Regions from separate parts of the Capra hircus genome. Here region 1 is linked to region 2. The links are chromatin contacts, called in public Hi-C maps. All regions are on one chromosome and are shown on one strand. The core of a region is the stretch at or near the end of the contact, and the rest is flanking DNA. Distances in the headings are between cores, read along the strand shown. Region 1 overlaps PARK2 (E3 ubiquitin-protein ligase parkin). Region 2 holds the start of MAP3K4 (mitogen-activated protein kinase kinase kinase 4).

What was found. A called contact is a pair of places that touch in the nucleus more often than the background predicts.
Region 1: a contact with region 2 is called in a Hi-C map of blood, with 10 times the contacts expected there. The contact joins the enhancer-like site here to the promoter of MAP3K4 in region 2. A contact is called at or near these places in 2 of 5 Hi-C or Micro-C datasets (blood and liver).

What each region holds. Positions count from the first base shown.
Region 1 is chr9:84,285,340-84,292,357 of ARS1.2, forward strand. It overlaps PARK2 (E3 ubiquitin-protein ligase parkin), which reads right to left. Exons shown (of 12, transcript XM_018053444.1): 11 at 1-115. Among named protein-coding and RNA genes, the nearest start is that of TRNAG-UCC, 49 kb to the left of the region's middle. Within about 2 kb of position 5,527, at least 1 of the 5 cell types and tissues checked has an H3K27ac peak or open chromatin away from gene starts, as enhancers often do.
Region 2 is chr9:83,938,543-83,945,677 of ARS1.2, forward strand. It overlaps MAP3K4 (mitogen-activated protein kinase kinase kinase 4), which reads left to right and starts at 2,615. Exons shown (of 26, transcript XM_018053443.1): 1 at 2,615-2,760. The coding sequence starts at 2,630.

The sequences.
Region 1 (7,018 bases), core at 4,277-6,776, 350 kb after region 2:
TCTTCTCCACGGGCACGTGGCAGCGGGGACAGGGCTTGGTGGTCTTTTTGATTGTTTCTTTGGAGGCTTCCTCCCACCGGGCCTGCTCTGCTGCCTTCTCATCGACTCTGTAGGCCTGGGGAGAGAAGACAGGGGGAAGAGACAGTCAGATCTTCATAGTGGGCTGGACACGGGTTCCTTGAGACGCTGTCCTGGAAATTCTTAGACATAGAGGTCGGGCAAGAAGCTCGGAGGGAAACTCACTCGACAAGGGGTGGACAGGCCCCGGCACGGTTTTCTTGGCATGTGCTTACAAGCCAAGAAAAGACCGTGTGGCTTTGTGGTCTGAGCTCGTCCTTTGTGCTGTTTTGACTGCTTGTGATAAACAACATCTCTCGGGTGCTGATACGCGGGCAGGGTGAGACAGGCCCTGAAACCCTTCTCGTCAGGTGTTTCATCAGGCGTGTGGGCTACGTTTAATTTTACATCGGGGATTAGACAAGTTAAACCACTGCCCGAAGCAGATAAGTAGGAGAGTCTCTGTGACTCCAAGATCTTCGCTTTTCAGCTTTCTTCAACGCCTTACTATCTTGAATTCCTGTACCCGGATAGGAATGTGGTGGCCGATGAGACGGTGCAGGAAGAGGGAGGTGAAGCTGATGTGACCGAGGAGATGGCAGAAAGGAGCCAGGAAGAGCCAGAGGTCAAGACGGGGCCTTGGAGCCAGCTGCCTGGGTTCAAATCCCTACCCGGGTAGGCGGGTTTGGGAACACTGCATAGCTCCCTGAAAGTTCCCATCTCAGATGGAAATTGACCTATCTAGTGCATTGTACCAAGGATCAAGTGGGTCAATGTCTTTAAAGAAGCGAAAAAACAAGTGTCTGACACCCATTAAGTGATGCTATGAATGACCTGGGCATCTACAACAAGCTCTCAGAAATACTTGCTAATGTCATTCACGTCAGAGGAATGACTTATCCCTGACTCAGACCACAGAAAGGAGGAGGGATTTCAAAGGCGCCGCTGCAGATAGTCTGTTCACACTACAATCTCTTCACTTACTTCAGTGTTGAGTGAGACGTGCAGCGAAAGAGTTGGGACTTTTTGGATTCAGCACAAGAACTCTGTGGTCTAGAAATATATTTCAAATGGTAATCCAAACAGAACCCCTCTATCTTGGCCTCTACGGAATTTAAAAATTTTCTTCTATGCTTTAAAATTAATACAAACATGCAAGTCATTTTATTAATCTGTGATGACTCTTAAAACATTCCCAGGCCTATTTTTAGGTTGCTTGTGGGCTAAGTTGCTTCAGTGGCATCTGACTCTTTGCAGACCTGTGGCCTGTAGCCTGTCAGGCTCCTCTGTCCATGGGATTCCCCAGGCAAGAATACTGGAGTGGGTTGCTATGCCCTCCTCCAGGGGATCTTCCCGATCCAAGGATCGAACCCATGTCTCTTATATCTCCTGCACTGGAAGGTGGGAAGCCCATTTTTAGGTTAGGACACTACTAAAAAATGACTTAAATATAAGTTAGTAAAGAAACCGTATAATACAAAATGCTCTAACACTCCGATATTACTCTAATAATAACACTGATAAAGCTTTATAGATTTACAGCACATTATTTTTTTGCACTTTGATTTCCTCATTTCAGTGGATCCTCATGGTAACCTGGAGAAGACAGGCAGATATCAAACCAAGGAAGCTTCTGAGTAGTAAAAAAGCCGAGGGCTGGGTGTCAGGATGCTGGTATAAAACAGTACCGGGGCGACTGAATGCAAAGATCTGGGAAACCTGGAGGACGGAAACCCAAACCAGAGATTCTCTGGCCCAGAGCCTTGCGCTTTGAGGATCAAACTCCGCCCAGCACCGCTGCCTCTTGGCAGGTTTTCTACATGGTGAGAGTGAAGACAGTGAAGGCCAGAGGGTGGGAGGGCTGTGGTCAGAAATGTCTGCCTCAGTAAGTACAGCAGCCGTCCCCTGAAACCACCATCCAGGGAGGGACCTGGGTCAGGCACGGAATCTGGCGAGTGGATCCTTCACCCCAGACACCAATCCAACTGGTATCATGTCATCATCAGAGTCTACATATTTTTGAAATATTTGAGTTTTCAGTCTTTTAAGAATGAAGTACTGGGAAGTAAGTGGGCTTCCCTGGTGGCTCAGCAGTAAAGAATCAGCATGCCAAGCAGGAGTCACAGATTCATTCCCTGGATCAGGAAAATCCCCTGGAGAAGGAATTGGCAACCCACTCCAGTACTCTTGCCTGGAGAATCCCATGTACAGAGGAGCCTGGCGGGCTACAGCCCATGGGGTCGTAAAGACTCGGATATGACTCATCGACTTAACAATAACCACACTTAGATGTCTTTACATCTCAGATGCAGCATTTAATGGTTTCGTGGTAATGAGTATTTATGTTTCTGTTACTTCCAACAGAAAGTGAGTTCATCCAAGGCCAAGGTCATGGCTGTGTCTTCCTCACCTCTCCAGTGTCTGTCTGGCACAGTGGCCTGCACCCAGTGGGCACTCAGTACATTTTAGCTGAGTCAACCAACAAATGACGCATCCCATGAAGGTGCCAACTTGACAGTCGTCTGGAATCGAACCCTGTGAGCCAAGAAGGGCATATCCCTGATGGTGGTCATCGAGGCGAGACCAATTCCTTTCTCTTCATCAGCTCTTCTCTTCACAAAGGCAAACGTCCTTTATAACTCAGAGGGTGTCACGTGATTTTCAAATAGTTAGAATAAAGCAGAGTCAGTATAACACGAAGAAGCAACCGCAGGTCACAGAGGACTTCCTTTGGCTCTGGGACAATGTAAAGACTATTCCTGGCCAACAGCCCAGTGATAAAGCTGTGATGAATGAGAATGTCACAAGATTTAATAAGTAGGTTTGTATCTCAAGTACGTGTCTTCCCTGACCCTACGTCTCTAGCTTTTTTTTTTTTTCCTGTTAAGGTCCAGGAGCTTGTAATACTGTAGTGATGGTTTAAAATTGCTTACTAGGGCCATAAAGATCAGAGAAATTTATAATGTCACTGACCGAAGACTAAGTTGAAAATGCCGCTTTTCAGCAATCTGGGGCACTGCACGCTAAACGTAATTGCTCCCAACTGTATACACCTGAAGGTGCTGGATGAATCAACAGGCAAGCAAGAGACGCCTTTGCTAAGTAGATGGTTGATTTGATGGGAACGTCAGGAAAATCCCTGAAGCTCAGGATGAGAAAGAGAAAATTCTGCTGGTTTAGGGAGGGAGGAATCTGATGTTAGCAAGTGGGGCGGTTTGCCTAGTCCCAGGGTGCCCAGGGCTTGGTCTTTACAAGCAGAGGTGGAACCTGGGCCAGAGCAAGACGGAAGGTGGATCTTCCCATTACTTTGCTTACACACATGCACACAAGCCCCATGCACAGAAATCTGTGAAAAGAATTCATACCACCTGATGAAGCTTTAAAAGAGCCTCATGCCAAAAAGTTGATTTGACAGTATAGCCAAGAACCTAGCTGAAGCAAACATATTTTCTGTAGAGTAATGCTCTTTTAAAAAGCCAAACCTCAACAAACAAACAAACAAAAACACAAATAAAATTCCAAGAAACCTGGGATCACAATTAAAAAAAAAAGTCAGCAAATACAGGAGAAAACAAGCTGCCGCGAGAGAAAGTGGCAGAAACGCAACAGTGCAGACCCCGGCCCGCAAAGGCCGTGGGCATTGACCGGGGCGGAGCACAGAATAAATACGCTTAGCGAGACGAATGAGCTTAGTTACAAAAGAGAAGCAGACTCACAGACACAGAGAACGAGCTTACGGTCACCAGTGGGGAAAGAGGGGCGGGGAGGGGTTGGCAGATACACCTGCCATGTATAAAATAGATAAGCAACAGAGATTTACTGTATAATGCAGAGAACGATATTCAATCTCTTATAATAGCCTATAACGGAAAAGAATCTGAAAAAGAATATGTGTCCACACACACACACACACACACACACGCACACGCACACGCACACGCACGCGCGCGTATGTACTGAAGGATTCCCCCATGGCTCAGTGGTAAAGAATCCACCTGCCAGTGTAGGACATGCAGGAGACACAGGCTTTATCCCTGGGTCGGGAAGATCCCCTGGAAGAGGAAATAGCAAGCCACTCCAGTATTCTTGCCTGGGAAATCCCATGGACAGAGGAGCCTGGAGGGCTGGAGTCACAAGAATCAGACACGGCTGAGAGACTCACCACACAACTGATATATGCATAACTCAGTCATTTTCAGCTGTACACCTGAAACTAACACAATATTATAAATCAACTGTAGTTTAAGAATCACTGCAGATGGTGACCGCAGCCATGAAATTAAAAGACGCTTACTCTTTGGAAGAAAAGTTATGACCGACCTAGACAGCATATTAAAAAGCAGAGACATTACTTTGCCAACAAAGGTCCGTCTAGTCAAAGCTATGGTTTTTCCAGTGGTCATGTATGGATGTGAGAGTTGGACTATAAAGAAAGCTGGGCTCAGATACACATATATTTTCTTTCCATATTCTTTTCCATTATGGTTTATCAAATATATTGAATATAGTTCCCTGTGCTAAACAGTCGGAGCTTGCTGGTTTTGCTTTTTAATGTTTAGACCTGGTATGCAGCCAGTGCTTTTAAAGTTTAATTCGTTATTTTTATTTTGGCTGCACTGGGTCTTCATCGCTTTCCGCGGGCGTGGTTGCTCTGTGGCAGGTGGGATCTTAGTTCCTGCACCAGGGATTGAACCCAGGTTCCCTGCATCGGAAGGCAGTTTCTAAACCACTTGAAGCAGAACGCTGCTGTTTATCCAACAAGGTCGGATAAACGGTTATGCTCTGCATAATAGTTTGTATTTGCTCTGTGCTCAGACGCTCAGTCGTTTCTGACTCTTTGTGATCCCATGGACTGTGGCCACCAGGCTCCTCTGTCCATGGGGTTCTCCAGGCAGGAATACTGGAGTGGGTTTTGCCATTTCCTTCTCCAGAGGATCTTCCTGACTCAGGGATTGAACCCGGGTCTCTTGCATTGCAGCAGCTTCTTTAACAACTGAGCCACGAGGGAAGCCCTTTCCTGTGATGTGCAAACAGCAAAGAGGACCCAGGGCTGAAGGCCGTGGCAAGGTCACAGAGCGGTTCTACAGGCTGAGGCCGCGGGGTGGACATCAGCTCCTTGGAGCCCAGCGGTGCCCCCTGTCCCCCGCCACCGCCTGCTCTGTGGCTCTCTGCCCACGGCCCCGCGGCCGGTCCTCGCTTCTGCCTGACCTGCTGCAACTGCTCTTAAGGGGATGTGGGTGAGGCCGCAGCTGTCAGAGCTGAGGCTGGCTATTCCTTGTCCTTTTCATCTCTGCTTGTCTCACTGCCCAGCCCGCTCCCCCTGCTGCTGGCTGCCTGCCTTCCTCGTTGGGAGAACAGAGCCCCCGAGAGCTCCACAATCCCCTCGGGGGCCTCCACTCCCACGTCAAGGTCATTCTTGCTTCTTTCGCTTCACCCAGCTGGATCCACCGGCAGCAGGACAGTCAGGGGCCCAGCTCTCTGCTGCGGGCCCACCTGACGTCGGGGAGCCAAGGGGCAAGCGCTGGGCAGTCCTTCTAGTGGCTTCTCTGTGTCCAGACAAACCAGGGGGAGAAGCGCTATCGAGAGCCTCTCCACTGGCACCCTGCTCAGCATCCTTTATGAGCATCCTTGGTACCGATGTCCAAAACCTTCTGGAATGATCGCTGGCAGTGGTCGGGTGTGCCCACTGCTATGGGATCACGTCATTTAGACACACACGCGCACCTTTGCTTGTGCTCACAACCTGGAGATGCGGATCCAGGGTGGAGTCCACAAATGTGACTGGTTGGCGCTGGGGTGGGCCCTTCTGTGGTGGTCCAGTAGTTACGAAGCTGCCTTGCACTGCAGGAGATGCGGGTTTGATCCCTGGTTGGGCGGGGGGACTAAGATCCCATGTGCCATGGGGCGAGTAAGCCTGAGTGTCCCAGCTACTGAGCCTGTGTGCCCTGGAGCCTGCGTGCCACAACTAGAGAGTCCAGGCGCTGCAGAGGAAGGTCCCACATACCACAACTGAGACCCGACACAGCCAAATAAATAAACATTTATAACAATGCCCTGGGGGTTCGCGGGGCACAGGCAGGCTTGGGAGGCACCTTGCTTGAGACTAAGAGCCTGCCTAGCTGGATGAACTCACCCTCCCTCATGCTTTCAGGCATCAGGCTGCAAAGCAGGGACTTGGCAGTGCGTGCCAGGAGGTGACTCAGCACCATCATCCTACATGAGCTTGACTGTGGCTCCCACAGGGCAGTGTGACAGTTAGGCGCATTGCACAGACCCCTGTGTCTGCTTTGTGTTCATTCGCACGCCGGGGGTCAGTGCATGAGTGCACATGGGGGGCAGGACGTGTGGGCGTGGGATGGGACGGGCCTCTCTTCTTACATGAAAGTCAAAGTGACTCAGCTGTGTCCGACTCTTTTTGACCCCATAGACTATACAGTCCATGGAATTCTCCAGGCCAGAATACTGGAGTGGGTAGCCTTTCCCTCCTCCAGGGGATCTTCCCAATCCAGGGGTCAAACCCAGGTCTCCTGCCTTGCAGGCAGATCCTTTACCAGCTGAGCCACCAGGGAAGCCCAAGAATACTGGAGTGGGTAGCCTATCCCTTCTCCAGCGGATCTTGCCCACCCAGGAATCAAACCAGGGCCTCCTGCATTGCAAGCGGATTCTTTACCAACTGAGCTATCACAGAAACCCCCTTTTTTTTACATAGTCAATGTCTAAAAAATCAGCAGTTTCTCCTAATTCCTATATACCTTCAAAATCCATCTCAGCAAGGTCAACTATTGGCATGACAGACAGCCTGTGGCCCAAGCAGTGACCGTGGTTTTGTTTGTAGGTGGTAATGGTCAAGTGGACGCTTAGAGCTGCCTGCATCCTGAGAAGTGGTTCAGAGCAGGGCTTAGAGGCATCGATCCCTGGGCTCAAATGCCAGCTTCCTTCTTCGCTTGCCGTGTAACCATGG
Region 2 (7,135 bases), core at 1,365-3,864:
TTTCATTCTTATGTTTCACGTGGGATTTCTGAAAAGATGACACAAAACACACTGTCAACTCTTCGGTGATCCGTTTTTTCTTTCTTTCTTTCTTTTTTAAAATGAACTTATTTGCATGGGCTTCCCTGGGGACTCGATAGTAAAGAATCCACCTGCTAAGCAAGAAATGAGGGTTTGATCCCTGGGTCCAGAAGACTCCCTGAAGAAGGAAATGGCTTCTTCAACTCACTCCAATATTCTTGCCTGGGAAATCTCATGGACCGAGGAGGCTATCAAGCTACTGTCCATGGGGTCACAAAAGAGTCGAAGATGACTTAGCAACTAAACGACAGTTGATAGTTTGGAAAGGCTCCATGGGCAAGGGACAGCTACCCTATATGTCACTGCAAGCCCCCTGCGGGGCTCTGTACCCCGGTTCCTTCCAGAGTCCTCCCCTTTCGCCCGTGGAGTGAGGGATTACTGCAAACATCATTCAGCTTTATTTGACCTACTATACAAAACCAAGTCCCACCATCTGAATAACTATGGGAGCTAAAGGGTTATTGCATTTGGATCCTCAAGACACCTTTCCACCTGCCCAGGCCAAATTATTAGCAGTAATCCCATGAGAAGTCCTGCGGGCCCTTCTGTGGAAATTACTGCACATCAGACATTGTCTGAAACCAAGGGCTGCCGTCAGTCACGCCTTCCTTGGGAAGGAAGCACCGGGTTCAGACATGGGCGGGCAGTTCACTAAGAACTGATCCGCCGATGGGCAAGTGAGTGGACAAGTGAAATAAGAGACAGACATTATTACCTTAGGAGCAATTTTTTACCTCCAACTACCATTTACTGTGGACTTGTCCGCTCTCTTCTGAGCACAAACACCACGATGAATGAAGTACAGTAAATCGTGCTGTGATTAGCAGCTTTTCCTTTATTATTATTATTACCATCTTACAGGTCAGGACATTGAAACTCACCTGCCCAAAGTTATGCCAACAGAAAGAATCCTAAGTGTCTGTGTCCCAAGTGACTGCTTTTAACGACTGCCTTGCAGACTTCTTCTGGAAGAAGCAACAGCAGTGGCGGCAACAATGGTATTAGCTTCCCTGGATTGAGAAATGGTTGCATGGGAGGCCCTCTGCATGCTCAGTTGCTCAGTGCGTCAAATTCTTTGCAACCCCATACACTACAGCCCACCAGGCTCCTCTGTCCATGGGATTTCCCAGGCAAGGATACTGGAGCGGGTTGCTTTTCCTTCTCAGGGGATCTTCCTGGCCCAGGGTTTGAACCAGCATCTCCTGCATTGGCAGGCAGGTTCTTTACCACTGACTCCCCCCAGGGGGGCCCCTAGCACTGTACATGGATTATTTCATTTACTCCTCCTCCTGACCCTAAGAGGAATGTGTTATCATTCACATTTTATTGACACAGAAGGAGAGGTTCAGTTAACTGACCCAGGGTCACACAACTGGTGAGGCTGGATGGGGTATCGAATGCCAGGGCCAAGCCCTTCAGCCCTCCAGCCCTCCAGTTTCCTATCATTGCCATAGTCATTCACTCCAACGCTCAGAATGAGCATTTATTGAGCACCTACTGCTTTTGTGGAACTGTGATCACCCTGGAAGTCCCAGCACTGAGGCCAAGCCAAGTGCTGGTAGAAAGAGCAGAAATGTGTTGCCTGGGCCGGGTGGGGTGGGAGGTGGGGGCGCCAGGGTGCTGCTTATCTCTGCGGTGCTGCCCAGAGGCCATCTGCCTGGGTTTGCACATTTCAGTTTCTTGTACTGAGCTTGCTGCTTAATTGTGCAGAGTTCTGTTTGCTTTCTGTTTTTAGAATGAACATCGCCAAGCAGAGGGTAAACTCCAGGACACGCACTGCACATTGCGTTTCCCTTGGATGTCCCCCAAACCAGCAGAGGGTGTGTTGGTGCTCCAATAAATGAAATTGAATGAAAGCTTCTCTTTCTGGTCTCTCGTCATTATTGATCTATAAAGGCCTTTAAAGGGGTCAGCTTTTGTTGCAATCAACACTAGGCAGGCAAGGACTCAGGCCATTGAAGACTTTCTTCTTCTCAAAGCTCCTTTTTGAGCCCGGTTCTGCAGAGTCTTGCTTATTTGGAGAGACAGGCAAGCCATAGGAGATAAAACAGATTATGTTACATGGTTAAATGTGGAACGTTGGCTTCCTGCAAGAGCTTGGAGTTTCCAGAAACACCGAAACTGCCTCCCCTTGGGCGATCCAAGAGCCTCGGGGGCAATAGCTCTGACGCAGTTCAGACTTCACTCCAAGCCACAGAAGCGCAAACAACCTTTCTTTTCAGCCGGGCCTTTGAAGCTCTCTACTCAGCCGGAAAACACTTCAGAGCCAAACAGAAGCGAACACCGACCGACAGCGGCCGGCAGGGGACGGCAGACCCCGGCCTTTTCAGCCGCGGGGGCTGCAGCCCGCGCCCCCAGGTGGGGGTCCCCAGGACCACCAAACCTGTCGCAGGTTTTCTGCTCAGTGGCTCCACCAGCCCAGCTCATTCCCTTCTCAGGCTGCAGGCTCGGGCTGCAAGGGAGAGGATTCCAAGGCTGGGATGGGAGCTGGTGCGGGCGCCTGGCCAATTGCTGTGGACGATTTATGCTTCTGATAGGAAAACTGGAGATGCTGGCCAAGTCGGCAGCTGCCTGCATTCCGGCAAAGTCACGGGGCGGCGGCGGCGGCGGCGGCCTCGCGGCCAGTGCCCGCGCGGCGGGAGCCGGGACCCGCCCGGGGGAAGGATGCGCGGAGCCAAGGTAGGGGACCCCTCCGCCTCCAAGCTGGGCTCGGGTCTGCCGGCGCGGGGTCTGCCCTCCGGGGGTGGAGGTGGGGAGCTGGTCAGGTCCCTCGGCCCAGCAGCTGGCTCAGCGACGGAACACAACCGGGTAGCTGGGTTGACAATCTGTGTGAACGTGGAGGAATGGAATTTTCAGTGAGTGGGTTTTTCCCTTTCCAGGAGCACTGATGCTTGGCCCTGGTGCTCCAGACCCTGAAGTCCAGTTTCGAAACTGGCCAGAGTAGGCGATGTTTCAGAGAAGGGCAGCCGCCTATGTCTCCCTGTTTTTACATCCTTTTGCTGAGGGTGTGTGAAGAGACTGTGACGGGCTGGGTGGGAAGAGATGGACAAAGAGCTCCAATACCTGTATTTCCGAGCAGAGACATTTCACAGCCAGGAAAAACCAATATAATCAGTTCTGCCTTAACATGCCTACTATGGGCATGTCATTTTCCTGCTACAAATTTACCTTGTTTTATGCTAAACCTGTGTTCCTAGAAAGACATATTGCTGTCCCTCAATCGTGTCCAAGTCTTTGTGACTCTATGGACTTCAGCATGCCAGGCTTCCCTGTCCTTCACCGTCTTCCAGAGTTTGCTCAAACTAACATCTGTTGAGTCAATGATGCCATCCAACCATCTCATCCTCTGCTGCCCCCTTCTCCTCCTGCCCTTAATCTTTCCCAGCATCAGCATGTTTTCCTGATGAGTGAGTTGGCTATTTGCATCAGGTGGCCAAGGTATTGGAGCTTCAGCTTTAGCAATGAATTCCTTCCAATGAATATTCAGAGTTGGTTTCCTTTAGGATGGATTGGTTTGCTCTCCTTGCTGTCTAAGGGACTCTTGAGAGTCTTCTCTAGCACATTTTGAAAGCATCAATTCTTCGGCGCCTAGCCTTCTTTATGGTCCAACTCTCACATCCAACATACATGACTACTGGAAAAACCATAGCTTTGACTAGACGGACCTTTGTCAGCAAAGCAATATCTTTGCTTTTTAATATACTGTCTAGGTTTGCCATAGCTTTGCCATAACTTCCAAGGAGCAAGCAGCTTTTAATTTCACGACTGCGGTCACCATCTGCAGTGATTTTGGAGCCCAAGAAAGTAAAATCTGCCACAGTTTCTATTTTTTCCCCATCTATTTTGAAAGCGACGAGAAACATTTTTGTTATTAACTCTGATTTAAATGGCAAGAAGTAGCTTACCATAGGGTATATTGATTGCAGGTTAAAAGGGCATTTATATGCCCTTAGCTATGAGTATTCACATGCTCTGTATGCTTCATGTTATGTAGAACTACAGGTGAGATAATCCCCTGGAGAAGGAAATGGTAACCCATGCCAATATTCTTGCCTGGAGAATTCCATGGACAGAGGAGTGTGGTGGACTACAGTCCATGGTGTTGCAAAGAGTTGGGCACGACTTGAGTGAATAACCCTTTTACTTTCACTTTCAAATTGATACAAGTACAGTAAAATTAATACTCTAAAACTAGCTAATGTGCTTATTAATCAGAAAAAATCCAATTTCTAAAAATTCTATCCCATTTAGTAATTTGACCCATATGATATATATATGTGTGTATGTGTGTGTGTATGGATAGCTTTATAAGAAAAAGTTGTATTACACATTGTACTGATTTATTTTTTCTGCCCATCACTAAGACGTCTTTTAATTTAAAAAAATGGATTAAATAGATCTGTGAAGTAAGCAATGAGAACAAAAACATTGTGTGCTTTTGTGGTTACATAAACAAAAGACTGAAAGTAACAATTTATACTGATGGTCAAGCATTAAGTTGTCCTTATCAGAGATTGTCAATTCAAGTGCTGATAAATGGAGAAGACTGGAGCTGAATTCCCAGAAGGTCAGACCTTGGAGATTTCTCTTTTGAATAGATTACTGGTAATTGTTGTTCCTCTTTCTTACAAAAGTAGAAACAAGTATGTTGTTTAGTCACTAAGTCATCCCCAACTCTCCTGCGACCCTATGGACTATAGCCCGCCAGGCTCCTCTATCCATGGGATTTCCCAGGCAAGGATACTGGCGTGGGTTGCCATTTCCCTGTCAAGGGAATCTTCCTGACCCAGGGGTCAAACTCATTTCTCCTTCATTAATAGGTAGATTCTTTACCACTGAGCCACCGGGGAAGCCCAGAAACAAGTATACAAAACTGGATTTAGAAAAGTGGGCATTTAATCAGTCGCAGCGCCCTACTCCTAAAGGTGATCAACAAGTGATTTCAATGACAATCGCTTATGCTGGGCTGGTCAGCACTCCCTCCCTGCTCTAGATGACAGTCCTCCAGATTTCTGCAGCCAGCGCCCCTGTTCCCAGATCCAGCATCTCCTGGTGCTTCAGGACTTCCCAAGTCCCTCAGCAACCCAAGAAAATGGGACATCTTAGGGAAGACCCTACCGTGTATGGTCCAGGGAAGGAAGACAAAGCCCTGGTTCATTATTACGAATCCCTTAATCAAGAGTATCCCTTAATCAAGGGGCCCTGTTTCTATTAATTCTGCAAACGGTTATTAAAAGCCCGTTCATTTTAAACTAGTAGCTCAGCTGTCCTGTGTGCAAGCTGCCCTGAATCTAGCTCTCCACATCCTCCACTGAGTACATAGGTAGTTCATCATGTTACGTTATTCGAGAAATGTGAGCTATGTAGAAAAGAACGGACTGAGCCAATGCTGAAGCGATTCACCAGCTTTCCTTATTTTTAAAATATGTTAGTTTTTAAAGATACATTATTTCTTTATCTTTGGCTGTGCCGGGTCTTGACTGTTGTGCACGGGCTTTCTCTAGTCGCGGCCCGCGGGGGCTCCTCTTCTTTGTGGTGCCTGGGCTCTGGAGCTTAGCTTCAGTAGTTGCGGCATCCGGGCTTGGCTGGTCCGCGGCATGTAGGATCTTCCCCGACCGTGGATTGAACATGTGTCCCCTGCATTGCAAGGCACCTTTATAACCACTGGACCACCAGGAAAGCCCCTGGTTGCTTTATAATCGGCTCTTGAAGTTGAGAAAGGACATCCACCTAAGATACGGTCAATTTGCTGGGTTGGTATTGACCCTGACTTTTGTTTCACTTCGTGTTAGTTTGGTTTTGGAATCTGATATCTTTCTAATTATTTGTCATGTTGTATTAATTAGCATCACGTTGTCCCCAGCCATTTAAAAGAGGCTTTGTGAGGAGTCAAGTCAGAGGCCACCCCATATTTACTAAGTCTTTTTTCCCCAGTCATAATTTATTTCATCTTCCTTCTCTTCTTCCAGCTCTGCTTCAGATACACCTCTTCTCTACAGAAAGACTTTTTTTTAAATGAAGTGTCTGCAGAAAGACATTTTCATTAGAATTAGAAGGAGTAACAAATTATAAGAGCTTGTTTTTGCTTTTCCTGTTTCTTTAGAAAGTCTCCCATTTGCTTTCTCTGAAGCCTTTTATGAGTGCTGGCTTCGTTCTGCTCCCCGAACACCCTCGCATGCTGTTCTATCTTTCTTCTGTCATCACACCTTGCGCTGTTGCCCACGGGCATTGCTTACTGAGATATCATTTTGTACTGCTTTTGTCTTCACTAGAGCACTCTTCCATGTGACTTTTGAGGGTAATATTGTCAAGATTTTCTCCCAATGTGTGCTCACTCCTGTTTCTTTGTAGATTTTTGTTTTAATGCCTCTATTTGGACACATTTTCCCCCTGTGTTATTAAAGGGAAGGTTTTGCTCATAAATAAAAATGGCTTTTTAAAATATATTTGACAATGAGTTGGCCTTCCCCCATTTTGGTAAGAGAATTGAAGACATAATTCTCTTTGTTGCGTAAAAAACTGTCACTGGGGAACTGCCTCTGTTCTCCTGATTAGAGAGATTTGAGGCATTACTGCCATGAACTATTTGTTATTGACCGCTTTGCCTGTTTGGGTCAGTATAACTATCAGTATGTTTTGAATATCAGAACTTTCTGTGACCTTAAGTATGCGTATGAGCAATTATTAAAATTATATGTACTATCAGATGTCTCAGAAGTACGTTTCCCAAAGCAAAAGAAGAATTTTATTTGGCTGGTCTATATTCAAATCAAATCCCTTATGATTATACAGTGGAAGTAAAAATAGATTTAAGGGACTAGATCTGATAGATAGAGTGCCTGATGAACTATGGACGGAGGTTCATGACATTGCACAGAAGACAGGGATCAAGATCACCTCCGTAGAAAGGAAATGCAAAAAAGTAAAATGGCTGTCTGTGGAGGCCTTACAAATAGCTGTGAAAAGAAGAGAAGCAAAAGGCAAAGGAAAGATATAAGCATCTGAATGCAGAGTTCCAAAGAATAGCAAGGAGAGATAAGAAAGCCTTCCTCAG